Linked DNA regions of Ovis aries: region 2 is linked to region 1. Evidence: chromatin contacts called from public Hi-C data. All regions are on one chromosome and are shown on one strand. The core of a region is the stretch at or near the end of the contact, and the rest is flanking DNA. Distances in the headings are between cores, read along the strand shown.

Region 1 (2,659 bases), core at 88-2,587:
GTTAAAAGAGGGCATGAGAGAGGGCCCTACTCAATACAGCCGGTATCCTTATAAGAGGAGGAAATGTAGACACAGGCACTCCTAGAGGGAGACAGAAAACGGCCCTCTACCTGCCAAGGAGAGCGATCTCAGAAGCCACCAACCCTGCCAGCACCTTGAACTCAGACTTCTTAGCTCTAGGACTGTGAGAAAGCAAAATTTTTGTTGTTGTTGTTTAAGCCATTCAAGCTATAATACTTTGTTATAGCAGCCCTAGGAAACCAATGTAGGCCGCTCTCCTGGTTATGACCTTGGAAGAGAGAATGACGACCCTGGTAACCGTGGTAACTGCACACACAAACAAAACCAGTAGCTGACACCATGTTCACTCTCTTCTCCATCACGTCTAGTCAAACTGGGGCAGAAGGACAGGCTCGGGTCTTTCACAAGAGAAGTACCTTCTTCAGGAGCTTAAACTGGATCTCCAAGGTTTACCTTTTTCTCTGAACTCAAAGAAATACTAACAGCTTAGTAAGTCCTAGGTAGGCAGCTAAAGAGCAAAAGATTTTCCTGAGGAAAAATGGGGCCAGATTCACTCTGACCATCTTTCTCCTAATCTTACCCTCAGTGGCCACTCTGCTGAGCAGAGAAGCCTGCTATTTGAGCCTAGGACCAAGACCAGAGTAATCCTAAGGAGAGAGGATTACTCATCAGAATTTCATGAAATAGTTTAATATTTTGACCTCTTCATTTTTCTATTCACTCACTTCTGGGAACATTTATTGAACGACTACTATATGTAAGGCTCTGCACAGGGGCCAGGGCTACCCATACTAGTAAATCAATATGTCGAAAAGCCATACGGAGTCCCCCAGGAAGCTAGATTATAAAGATTTCTAAGAGAAGAGTGAAAAACCACAGAAATCAGAATTTTAAGATTCCAAAGACAAGATGCCCTACTATTCCAGGAAATCCAAGCAAACATACCACATTGATTGGGCAGAGAACTCAGATGTGATGGGCAAACTAAAGTCATGTGACACCTCACAGAGAGAGAAGATAAAGGGATTTCTTTTCCTCCGCCTCCTTCCCTCTCTGACAAACATGCTGATCCATTCCTTTGCAATCCCCCCCAAACAGACACCATCAATGCAGCCAAATTGTGTTTTTAAATGTGTTTCCATTGTTGGAAGCATCTAAGGCCACGTAATCCCTGTTATTTTCTTTGAAACAGTGTCCACTGGACAGAGGGAATCCACGGCCACACTGAGCTGTCAGCAGCTCCTCTCTGCTGTCTGGGTAAAGGGGGCTGGAGGCTGTAGCCGCTTGGTGGCAGGGGAACCATCGCGAACACCGCTGCTTTTTCAGGCGGGGCTGTGAGAGGATGGGGCGGACTGCTACAGGAAGGGGGACGGTCCTGAACCCACTCAAGAGAGCGCCTCAAGGGCAGTGGTGTTCTCTCTGCAGGCACGTGATCAGGAACAAAGGAATCTTTATTCATCTCTTTCTGCTGCACTGGTTTGCCTTTTATTCCTTATAAGCAGCTGAGAAAGACCATGAGCAGCCCTTTTAATCAGCTGTGGAAGAGATGAAAAGGTTCAGAAGAGAGAAGCTATCATTTCTAAGAAGGGTTTATTCACACTGTAGAATAATCTTTAAAGAAAAAAAACTCTACAAGACTGATCTTTTGATTATAGAGGAATAAATACATCTGTGAAATCTACCAATTTCACTTTGGATTAAATACTCTCGAGTTTAAAAGCCAGATACACAGTAAACAAAGATTTCCGTTTGGAAATGACTTCTCTCCCTAATGTAAGACATGGCTTCCAGCTCACCCGCTTCTCCACCCCACCCCCGAAATCCAGTCACTCACTATTCGAGAAACAGCAGGGACAAAAATACATAACATCTCAGAGATCAGGTTTTGGGTTTTTGTATATGTTGTTTGCCACCATGCACAATCTGGACTCTCAAAACGTCAGATCAGATATCAATTATCTGTGACTAATATTAGGATCATGCTATTTTACAGGGTACTTTTTAGTTTATTCAAAAATTCCAACACATTATCATCCCGTGCACGAATCATATCCCAGCTCTGGCTAAAGCATACAAGAGTCCTGTCTCAGAGTTTGTGGAGTCCCTCCACCGCACTGGTGATGGGCACAGATATTCAAAACCATCTATTGACTTAAAATGTCACTGTTCACAACTCGAGGAACTCCACCAACCAAAACATTTAAATCGCGGTCTCTTCTAGCTCCTTTTAGGCTAACAAGCGAAGAAACAGTGCCTAGCTGGTTGTGTCTTTGTTGATTTATATATTATAGGGTTTCTCTTACTAAGACAGCCCAGAAGCTATTCTCCCTCCATACACAAGTGGGCCAGGGTTTTCTGAATCCTTTTTCCCATTTCTGCTATTTCTGGACCTTGAGTCAGCTCTCCTCTTTGGGGAGTTCACAGACTGCTACAAGTTTCCTTTTCAGGAAATCCATTTCTATTTGAAATTATCTCTCCTGGGGCGGGCCGGGGCAGGGGGGTGGGGGAAGAAGAAGAAAAATAGCTAAAGGGAAAGACGATCCTACGTGTTCTTAAGAACTACGTCTCTTCTGTCCATTTTTTGGTAATTTTTCATATTGGTGTCCTCTAAATAGGAGACTATTTACACAATATTTTA
Region 2 (2,659 bases), core at 52-2,551, 120 kb after region 1:
TCCCTTGCCCACCCAAGAGCCGAACCCGTGAGCAGGCTTCCGGCTCTGACACCCCCAGAGCCGCTCCCCGGACCCGCGCCGACCTTACCGCGTTCGGGCCGGGTGCTGCCCTCTTCAGGCCGAGTTGGAGGTGCTGCGGAGGAGCCGGTGGCCGTGCGCCTGCGAGAGCGGCGGTGGGTGCGGGTGCGGTAGTGGGTGCGCGTGCGGGTGCGGGTGCGGGTGAGGGTGCGAATGCGGGTACGGATGAAGCGGCTGCGGCTGCGGCTTCGGCTGAGCCTGGGGTTTGGGCTGGGGCTGCGGTTTGGGTTGGGGCTGCGGCTGGGCTTGGGACTGAGGCTGCGGCTGGGCTTGGCTTTGGGGCTGAAGCGGCTGCGGCTGCGGAGGCTGTTGCTGGACCAAGTGCTGTTGCTTCTGCCGCGTGGACTTGACCGCCAGGATGGCCTGGCGATTCTTGTACTGCACCATCTGCAACGTGATCTCGGCGTTCCAGCCCTGGTCCTGCGGGCACCGAAAGTCGATCTCCTTGCCCTCAGCCATCACCACGGTGAAGTACATGTACTTGCCCTTGCGCTCCACGCAGTCCACGGTCTTCATGTTGGAAAAGTGCAATTCCTTGAGCTTGACCGGCGGCTCGAGGCTGGCCACGGCGGGGCCTCCGGGTTGGGACGGCTCGACCGAACCCTGCCCGGGCTGCTGTTGCTGCTGCTGCTGCTGCTGGTGGTGTTGCAGCTGTTTGGGTGGGATGAGCAGCAGCCCCTCCTCGGTGAGGATGCAGCACTTCTTCTTCCAGAGCTGCAGCAGCCCGTCGCTGCGCTTCTCCAACACGCCCTCCTTCAGCGCCTTGCAGCCGCTGCTCTCCAACATCCTCCCGGCATAGGGGGCGCCGCCGCTCGGCTCGGCCTCTCCGCTTCCAGCCGCCCGGGTCGGGGGCAGCAGCAGCAGCCGCGCGCCGTCCTCGCCCCAACGGCTCCCGCGGCCTCCGGGCCGGAGCGCGCAGAGGAGGCTAACGCGCAGAAAGCAGGGCGGCGGCGGCGGCGGCGGCGGCTCGGGGTCCGGGCAGCAGGGCAGCCGCGTCCTGATGCGCCACAAGGTCCCGGAGCTGCGAGCCGCCGGGGCTCCGCCGTCCTCTTGCGAGCGCTCACTGAAGGGCACTGGCCGGGCCCCCTCGCGGCGCTTTTGAATGGGCCATATCCCCCACCCCCGAGTGACACCCAGCGGAAAAGGCGGCTCCTGGCGCCCGCGCCGCGGGGGAAAGCCCAGCTTGGAGAGGCGCTCTGCCGCCGGCGCGCGCCTCATTCACTTGGGGCCTTTCCAAAGCCGGCCGGTCCACGCCCCCCGCGCCCCGCGCCCCGCCTCCCGCCGCCCACTCGCTTCCGCGCTCCTTCCCCAGGCTGGCGGCCGGGACGCGAGCCCCGGAAACTCGTCTCCTCCGCCCGGGGCCGCGGCTGAGGGCGCCCCGACTGCCGGGCGAAGAATGCCGACGCGCAGAGGGCGCCGAGAGGCCATCTCCAGCCGTCGCGCCTCTCCGCCCGGCGGGGCTCTCTGCGGAGAGCCTCGGGTGGGCACGGGACTGCCCAGGTGGGCGCAGTTGCCAGACCGCCAGGCACGCCAGGCGGACCCTCTGCGCTCCGGAACTCGCCCTGAGGACTCGCGCTGGGTTCCGAAATCTCGCAGAGCCCGCTCCAGGCCTGGGCCAGCGAGGAACTGGGGCTGAGGTTCGCACGCCGCGGAGTCCCGCGAACTGTGCCTCCCCCGGACCCCACGTAGACATCTTAGTGCGCAAAGGGCGAGAGGAAATGGTGTCTTTACACTCACACTCGCTTACGGCCACTACCCAGCTCTTCTTAGAGCGCGCGATTGTTAAGAGCAACCGTCTGTCCCTTTTGGAGTGGATAGAAGGGAACCCACTAGAAATGACATTTCGCCTTCCTTTTTTCGAGCCTGGAGCGCAAGCACTCCTTATCTTACGTGACACAAGCCCTTAGGCTTCCTCTTGACCCATCCGTACAGCCTGCAGTCTCTTACAAGAGTAACTGCAAATTGCGGTAACATCCGGTTCTGAGATTCCGCACTTTAACCTCAGAAGGGTGGGTTAACCTCCGAAGGGTGGGTTGGCCTCCGCGGACCCGTCCCTTTGCAAACGCCCAACAGGTCATATCTCTCCTAATCTCACTTATCTGTAACCCTGGGGAAGGTCATTCTGTGCTCGCCCCTAGCTCCCTCCTACTCCATTTAAGCAATTTCTATAGAAACTCTGGGAAACAAAGATTAAAGAGCATAAACCGAAACCAAACCTCTTAAGGAAATGTACTAGAGAATCCCAACTATATACCCACCCTGAAAAATATGAATTACACAAAAGAAAGAAATGAGGGATGGACAAGTCGGAGTCGGCCAGGGTACCAGGAAAGGGTGCTACTTGTGCCCAAGAAGGAAGGAGAGCTGAGTTCATCCGTAGTGTCTGTCATCTGGCTGGAACAAAGAATTCAAGGGGGAAGAAGCGACACATGAGCTTGGAGAACCCCTCAAGAGTCAAATTCTTTGTGTCACGCTTAAGAAATTCGAGGTTCATCCCAAGGTAATCGAGAACAAAGGATAACTTTTAATCACGGGAGGGTCCCGAATCTTGATGGAAGGAACGTTTCAGCACAGAAAACAA

The links. Hi-C and Micro-C count contacts between places; a contact is called where the count stands out from the background.
Region 2: a Hi-C map of hypothalamus shows a contact between it and region 1, with 3 times the contacts expected there. The contact joins the promoter of PHLDA1 here to the enhancer-like site in region 1. A contact is called at or near these places in 3 of 16 Hi-C or Micro-C datasets (hypothalamus, liver and tail adipose tissue).

What each region holds. Positions count from the first base shown.
Region 1 is chr3:111,942,389-111,945,047 of ARS-UI_Ramb_v3.0, forward strand. No RefSeq gene overlaps it. Among named protein-coding and RNA genes, the nearest start is that of PHLDA1, 120 kb to the right of the region's middle. Within about 2 kb of position 1,338, at least 10 of the 54 cell types and tissues checked have an H3K27ac peak or open chromatin away from gene starts, as enhancers often do. A contact at or near this core is called in hypothalamus, where this site is marked.
Region 2 is chr3:112,066,097-112,068,755 of ARS-UI_Ramb_v3.0, forward strand. PHLDA1 (pleckstrin homology like domain family A member 1) reads right to left here and starts at 1,302. Exons shown (of 2, transcript XM_012173944.4): 1 at 89-1,302. The coding sequence starts at 1,296. The coding sequence ends at 115.